Linked DNA regions of Ovis aries: region 1 is linked to region 2. Evidence: chromatin contacts called from public Hi-C data. All regions are on one chromosome and are shown on one strand. The core of a region is the stretch at or near the end of the contact, and the rest is flanking DNA. Distances in the headings are between cores, read along the strand shown. Region 1 overlaps ASIC4 (acid sensing ion channel subunit family member 4). Region 2 has its middle 16 kb from the start of DNPEP.

Region 1 (4,086 bases), core at 1,258-3,757, 130 kb after region 2:
GGTCAGGAGCGCACTGAGGAATCCAGATGCTGGCCACAGGGGCGGGCTTGAGATCTGGGGGCAGAGTCACACCTTCTCTGTCCTACAACTTCATCTGTCGAAGGGGTGACTGAAGAGTGTTTCAGGAAGAAACAGATGTGAATGGGGATAAGCGGATCACAGGAGGGGTGAGACTCCATGGAACCAGGGGCACCCAGAGAGGGACCTGTGGCTGTCCGAGATGGACAGGAGCTGGGAGCTGGGGCCACGAGAGGAGAGATGCAAACTGCCCCAAACCAGAGGGCAGGGAGTCCAAGTGATGCATTTGACAGAGATCAGCTTCCTGGGACAGAGCAAGGTGGGGAGAGTGGATCTGAAGGGGCGAACAGAGAAACCCCAGCACACTGAGCACAGGGATCTTGCCCACTGTTCTGTCCGTTCAGTCATCTACTCATCCATCCATCCACTCACCCGTAGGCATATGTAAAAACATATGGCATTAACTCCATTCATCCCAGCATCCTCTCCAAGCCCCTCATGTGTCTGTGGCCTCACATGATTGATTAGCTCTGGTTGGTGGGCTGAGCCCTGCCTCTAAGCCACAAGGACCTCTCCGCCCCAGGGGGCTGAGCAGCAGAGAGAGAAGAAATGTGCTGGGGGTTCTGCCTCTGTACACTTTCTTGGATGGTCTGAAACTGGACCAGGAAGCCGGTCTCCTCCAGGCAGTGCCAGAGCTGGTCAGAACCAGCCCTCAGTGTGGGCGTGCCTGCCTCAGGCTTCCTTCCAACAGCTGGTGGGCCTCTGGGGATCCTGCCCTCCCCCACTGCACTTGGTGCCTCTGTGTTGCAGACTCCCTGGGTGGGGGCTCCGGAGGCCCGTGTTTCTGTCCTACCCCCTGCAACCTGACCCGCTACGGGAAAGAGATCTCCATGGTTAGGATCCCCAACAGGGGCTCGGCCCGGTACCTGGCAAGAAAATACAATCGCAATGAGACCTACATACGGTATGTGTGTGTGTGTGTATGTGTGTGTGTGTATGTGTGTAATGGAGACCACCCTCAATAGGTCTAGTATATGATGGAGACTAGGAATGGATTGCAGCTTTGTTAATAATGAGTGTTCTGCCAGGAATACCTTTTAGGATCTTGATCTGTTTTTTTTCTAACTAACCCCTGCCCACCCCAAGTCACATCCATTGTCTCTGCCTCCAGGGAAGCCCTTCAGAGCCCAGATGCCTTTCATTTGAGCTCCCACAGCATGCTGTCTGTATCTCTATCGTTGCGTAAGCCTGCTGTTTTAGAACCCTCTGTTTGTGTGTCTTTCTGCCCCAGCAACCTGGGAACTGTTCAGTGCACGTCCAGTTCTGTGCAGAGCGAGAGGAGCTGGAAGGGATGGGGGAGGAGCCAGGTGGCCCACAGGTGGCCCCACTGAGCCCTGGATCTGGTTCCCTGCAGCCAATCTACAAATGCTGAGCATCCTCTGGGTGCCAGGCCCAGTGCTGGGCCCTGTGGGGACAGAGTTGTGCATAACTCCTGCCACAGTTTGTGGATGAGGCCTTGTTTGAGAGTGTTCTTAGGCCCCCAGGAGAGACGACTGCGGGTGGGGTAAAGGGAGCAGGGGAGGCATGAGCTGGGCCTCTGTGGACCCCGGGTTTGGGTCCATGAGAAGAGGAGGGAGGGGGGAATCCCAGTTAGAGATGTGTGGGATGCTGCAGAGACCAGCCTGAGCGTCAGGAAGGCTGTGTGGAGAGAAGCAGATAAGAGTGCAGTTTGGACAAGAACGTACAGTGCAGCGGATCATGGGCAGTCTTGAAAGTCTGGAAGAGGAATTATGGAGTGGACTGCAGGGTAATAGGGAGCCACTGAAGGTTCTATGGGGCTTCTCAGGTGGTGCTAGGGGTAAAGAACCTGCCTGCCAATGCAGGAGACACAAGAGACTCAGGTTTGATCCCTGGGTCAGGAAGATCCCCTGGAGGAGGCCACGGCAACCCATTCCAGTGTTCTTGCCTGGAGAATCCCTTGGACAGAGGAGCCTGGCAGGCTATAGTCCATAGGGTTGCAAAGAGTCAGACATAACTGAAGCAAATTAGCATGCACGCGCGCCCACACACACGAAGGTTCTACAGAGGTACGGGGATGAGGCAAAGTGAATGTTATTTGCTGCTTTAGAGAAGGCTGGAGGGAAGGCAGGCCTGAGAGTTTTGTTTTGTTCTCCCAGGCCTTTTGCTAGCCCTCAGAACACGAAGCTAACAGGAATCTGGGCCTGCTTCTCCTCACAGCCTTTGGGAGCCTGGGGGTGATCACCAGCTTCTCTGTGCAAGGGCCTCAGATCTGGGTCTGCTGGGTCTGGGATGTCCCGCCAGCTGTCTCCTTGAGACCATGGCCCCTCAGGAATACCCTGCTTCCTGTCTCTGCAGAGAGAACTTCCTGGTTCTCGATGTCTTTTTTGAAGCCCTGACCTCTGAGGCCATGGAGCAGCGAGCAGCCTACGGCCTGTCAGCCCTGCTGGGTGAGCCTGGGCCCCGACTGCATGGGGATGGAGCAGCCCAGCCTCCTCCCTCTGACCCTGTTCTCGTGCTCCCCAGGAGACCTCGGGGGACAGATGGGACTGTTCATCGGGGCCAGCATCCTCACGTTGCTGGAGATCCTCGACTACATCTATGAGGCAAGGGATAGGGAGGGGCCTGGTGGGTAGGAGGAGGGGCTGGGGGAAAGCAGAGAGGCCCAGCAGGCTTTCTGGTAGACTTGGACTGGCAGGAAGTCAAGCTCAGGGTTCTTTACTAGCCCTCCCTCCTCCCTTGACTGGCCAGAAGGTCTGAGGGCAAGGAGGGGCAAAGAGAAGGAGGATGGGGGAGGAGGGCTGGGGTGTCCCAGTGAGGCTTTGCTGGGGCAGCAAGTCCTATGTGGCACCCTGAACCCCAAGGTGTCCTGGGACCGACTGAAGCGGGCGTGGCGTCGCCCCAAGACCCCCCTCCGGACCTCTACTGGGGGCATCTCCACTTTGGGGCTTCAGGAGCTGAAGGAGCAGGTGAGGATGAGTATGTAGTCAGTGCTCTCTCCCAGGACTGAATCCCCCAATAACCTCTGAACTAGCCCTCCAAGGGTGGGGTTCCTGGAGCCTCTGCCCCCCACGGACAAGGGAAGGCTGGCTGTGAGAGGCCTGGGGGCTTCACTCGATCTCTCCCTGTCCCCCTCCCTCTTCACCTTGCAGAGTCCCTGCCCAAGCCGGGGCCGTGCTGAAGGCGGGGGTGCCAGCAGCCTGCTCCCCAACCACCACCACCCCCACGGACCCCCAGGAAGCCTCTTTGAAGACTTCGCTTGCTAGGATGGTGCTGTGTCCTAAAGGACCCAGAAGTCTGGGACTCCTTCCTGGATCCCCACTGTGGACTCCAGCTCCCGGGACAGGAGGCCGGGGGAGTGGGGGCCCGAGGCTTAGGGAGCGAGGGTGGTGCCCACTGGAAGAATGGGGCCTCTCACTCACCCTGGTGCCAGCTGCTTTGCACAAGGCTTCCTCTTGTGCACACCCTCCACCCCCAGGCTGGTGACCAGGGAGAACTGGAGACTAGGACGTGGGCCCCTGTGGAGGAGAGAAGGGGTAGGGAAAGAAGGAGGGAGGAGGAGGACGAGGCCCACCCTAGCAGGCGTGGAACCCTCTGTACATTTGTATATATTCAGGGAGGACAGGGTGGGGATAGGGTGCTGATGTAGAAGGTGGGTGGGGCGATGGTGATAGGGGTGGGTGGTTTAGGGACAGCCAGGGTCCCAGCCCTGCAGTGTCAGCAGGAGGCCAAGCCCCTCAGGACTCAGGACAGCTGGGCTGGTCCTGCTTCCTGCCCTGCTCCAGACCCGGCTCCCCTTTCGGCAGAAGAGTGGGTGATCCAGCCGGTCTGGCCCAGCTCCCAGTTTCCCCTGCCCCAACTGCACTCCCCGAAGCCTGCGCCACAGGGAGCAGTAGCTCTTGCAGACCTTGGCTGAGCTTGGGGGTGGGAAAGGGGGCTTCCTCAGGCCTCTCTGCTTCTGATCTGGTTTTATAAAGTGCTGACAAAATTGGGAATAAAGAGGTATTAAGAATTCTCTGTGTGTATATGTGACTAAGCTGGGAGCTGGGG
Region 2 (3,888 bases), core at 1,357-3,856:
GCTGTGTTTGTGTCTCTGTTAAGATTGTGGGGCTTGCTACACAGCCAGTGTTCAATAAATATCGATGGATGGAGGAAGGAAGGAAGAAAAGAAGGTGGGGAGTGGGGAGAGGGGGAGGGAGGAAGGAAAGATAAAACAAAACACTCATCTGTCACAGCACAGAAGTAGATAGCTGGAAGAGGTACACTGTTCTCCGTTAGAGTCTGGGATGTGGGCAGCATGAGGGGTCTCAGGCCAGATCCCACATGCCCAGGTCAAAGAAGATTGGATGCTCTCCATCACCCTATCTCCCTGTCACAGGGCCTTGGGCCCCCAAGCTTGGCGACTGTCTGGAGACAGTGTCTGTCGAGGCTGTAACCTTCCTGGGATAAAGCTCTGCTCCTAGTCTCTTAAGGCCTCTGTAAAAGGAAAGATAACGTGAAGAAGCCGGGGAGGGCTGAATAAGCCTGATCCGGAGGTAGGGCTGGCTTGAGTTAGTTCCTGGACCAGCAAAGGAAGGACCCCCGAAGCACACCGGAAGCCTGCAGTTTTTCCACACAGCCACTGGAGGGCACTTCAACCTTGAAATAGCAGTTGTCCGCCTCAAGTCTTTAGAGAGCCCAAATTCAACAAACGTTTTAAAATTATCACAATCATGATAGCTCTCCTGGCTGAATATCCAGTGAGGGCCTCAACGCCTTAAACATATAGCATCTCGTTTAATATTCACTACGATTATGGCTAATTAGCTATTTAGGAAAAATTGAGGCTTAAAGGAGCCAAAAAATTTACCTAAACTCCCCTGCTGCTGCTGCTGCTGCTAAGTCGCTTCAGTCGTGTCCGACTCTGTGTGACCCCAGAGACGGCAGCCCACCAGGCTCCCCTGTCCCTGGGATTCTCCAGGCAAAAACACTGGAGAGGGTTGCCATTTCCTTGTCCAATGCATGAGAGTGAAAAGTAAAAGTGAAGTCACTCAGCCGTGTCCGACTCTTAGTGACACCATGGACTGCAGCCCACCAGGGTCCTCCGCCCATGGGATTTGCCAGGCAAGAGTACTGGAGTGGGGTGCCATTGCCTTCTCCAAACTCCCCTAGCTAAATGCAATTTGGGAATAAGAACTTGAACCCAAGCCCTTGGACACCCATCATAAACAATGAATATACATGAAGCTGAAAAGGAGACTGGACAGAAGCAGAGTCTGCTACACAAATACTGTCACTGAACAATTTACACATACATGAAGTTGGAAGATGGCTTACAGATACTTTGTACATTTTACATGGTATTGTTCCTTTTTTCCCCGCTGGAAATGATGTTATTGAATAAATGAAGTGTTTCACAATTTATATGATGTCTTAACTTGGAGGAAATGAAATCATTGTAATACAAGGCAGTTAAAGATAGTTTCATCAAACACTTAAACAGCACTTAGCATTCACTGGGAACTGTTCTAACCACCTTGTGTCAGGTAACTCATAGCCACTCTGTGAGGAATGCACTATTATGATCCCCATTTACAGATGACGAAATGGAGACTTGGAGAGGGAAGCAACCTGCCCATGGCCTCATGGCTGGTTTCAGCCAGACCTGGGATCAGCGGCCCAGGCAGTCTCCGGAATGAATTTGGGAAACCAGGCTGGAGCTGGCCCTTGAGAGAGGAGAGGGTAAGAGTTTCCCAGGAAGTGCGCTGTGGAGGGGAGGGTGTTTCAGGCGGAGGGAATTAGCACCAAGCGACAGCTCCGACTAGCTAGGGAAATAGGCGGTCAGCAGTCGGGATCTTCTCAGGCCTGGGCTACGGAGGCCAGATGGCGAGGCTTGCACAGCCAGAGCTCCCTGGGGCCTCCTAAGGCTGGGGAAAAGAAGAGGGGTACAGCAGGAGTGCCTGGGATGGGGCCAGGACGGGGGTGCTCCGGTGCAGGGACGAGCCGAGCCGCCCTGCCCCCACCCCACCCCTCTCCAGGGACTAACAGTTTGGGAAGTGCGGCGTGTGCTCAGGAAACGGTCGGATTGGATTACAGCGAAGATTAAAGGAGCTAAATTGGGCTTGGGGCTGGGGGAGGTGTCAGAGAAGGGAGCTGCAAAGGGCCTGCGGGGGGACGACCAGGAGAGCCTGCCGGGAGATCGGGGTGGGGGCAGGGATCCCACATCGGGCCGGAAGCCCTCTTGACCCCAGTAAGGCTGGAATGTGGGATCACCAAGCCAGGGCCTTCTCACTTTGATGGAGCTGGGGGAGGGGAGGGGCAGAGACCCGGACAACCCGAGAGGGAGTTGGCGGGCTGAGCCCCTGGGAGATGTGGACACAGACCTAGAGGTCGAGGAGGCGGGGAGAGAAAGAGGAGTGACCTGGAGGGGAGAGGAGGCGAGCTGAGACCAGAGATGGGGCCAGAGATCGGGGTGGGGGGGGGGCGGGGGAGGGTGGGGGGGGACAGAGGGGGAGCGGGAGGTGGGGCGGGGGGGACGGGGGTGGGGGTGGGGGGCGGGCAGGGGCGGAGACCGCCTGAGCTGAGACAGCTTCTAGCGATTCCAGCTTGTCCGGCTGGCAAGTAGGGGGCACAGGTTGCCTGTCCAGAGTTGGTGGGGAACCCGTTGCACTCCACAGAGAAGCAGCTGGAACTGGGGCCCCCTCGGAGCGCCCTCCTGCCGTCCTCGCCCCCACCTTTTCCATTCCCTACCCCAGCCTGAGTGGCAGCACCGGCTGTGGCCCCTCCTAGCCCCCAGGGCAGGTGGTCAGTGGTCTATTCTGGTACCCAGGGTGGCTGGGGAGCCAGAAGAAAGGAGGAGGAAGTGGGGGTGGGGGAGGGTGTGCTGGCTGTTCTTTTCGAGGCTAGATGGAGAGGGGTCAATGGGGAGGGCTCTTTGGGACAGTAGGGGAGGTAGATTCTGACCACTGCCGGCTGAGGAGAAAAAATATTTGCTGTTTTCAACGAATTGTATCTCTCAGGACCTTTAAAATTGGGAAGCAGAATGTATGCCTGGCCTGAGAGCCAGGGCAATGGGATCCCCAGCAGCTGACAGTGGACCCCAGAGTTTCTTTACAACTTTGAGGACACTGGACCAAGCCCAGCCCCCAGTCCCAGTCTTCCAGGCAGCCTCTCGGAGAGAATTGTGGGTGCTGTTGTCCCAAACCTCCTCCCAGGCCAGCGGGGGGCAGTCTGGGGCCAGGGTGCACTCAGGGGAGCTTCTCCAGCCTGTGGGAGAGCCCCAGCGCCTGATCGGCCTCAGGGGGGGCAGAGGGCAGAAGGGCCCCTGTATTTCCCAGATAGGAAATTAGTGCTCCACCCCAGCTTCTGTGAGATGAAGGCCAGAGTCTGCTGCTCTTTCCAAGCCCAGCCCCCTATCTGAGGGGAGTGGGGTTGGAGAGAGAAGCAGGGCCGAATGTCGAGAGGGACTTGTCTACTGGGCACGGGACTTTTCAGTGGAGATCCCCAGCTAGGGCCAAGTTAAAAGGGGAAGGACCCAGAGCTGAGCCTGCCAACTCGGTTTATGGCAAGGCCTTAGTGACCACACAGAGAAATGAACTGGGTTTCTAGGAACCATGGGCTAAGATTTGAACCTTAGTTCAAATCCAGACTTTGTTTTTACTTCCTGTGTAACCTTAGGGAACTAACCCAGCCTCTCTGAGCATAATGCCTATAACTGAAAAATGAGGTTAATAGTTACTTCCCAGTGTTGAAGATTAGAGAGAGTGATTTTACATAGCAGGTATCCAGAATACCATGCCAAATATACAGTTCAGTTCAGTTCAGTTCAGTCCCTCAGTCGTGTCCAACTTTTTGTGACCCCATGGACTGCAACATGCCGGGCTTCCCTGTCCATCACCAACTCCCGGAGCTTACTCAAATTTATGTCCGTTGAGTCGGTGATGCCATTTAACCATCTCATCCTCTGTCATCCCTTTCTCCCCCAACT

Evidence for each region. A called contact is a pair of places that touch in the nucleus more often than the background predicts.
Region 1: a contact with region 2 is called in a Hi-C map of liver, with 4 times the contacts expected there. The contact joins two enhancer-like sites. A contact is called at or near these places in 5 of 16 Hi-C or Micro-C datasets (liver, mixed tissues, muscle and 1 more).

What each region holds. Positions count from the first base shown.
Region 1 is chr2:221,455,759-221,459,844 of ARS-UI_Ramb_v3.0, forward strand. It overlaps ASIC4 (acid sensing ion channel subunit family member 4), which reads left to right. Exons shown (of 11, transcript XM_027965232.2): 7 at 829-982; 8 at 2,395-2,486; 9 at 2,563-2,642; 10 at 2,901-3,005; 11 at 3,189-4,048. The coding sequence ends at 3,302. Among named protein-coding and RNA genes, the nearest start is that of CHPF, 7.6 kb to the right of the region's middle. Within about 2 kb of position 2,508, at least 4 of the 54 cell types and tissues checked have an H3K27ac peak or open chromatin away from gene starts, as enhancers often do.
Region 2 is chr2:221,327,240-221,331,127 of ARS-UI_Ramb_v3.0, forward strand. No RefSeq gene overlaps it. Among named protein-coding and RNA genes, the nearest start is that of DNPEP, 16 kb to the left of the region's middle. Within about 2 kb of position 2,607, at least 14 of the 54 cell types and tissues checked have an H3K27ac peak or open chromatin away from gene starts, as enhancers often do.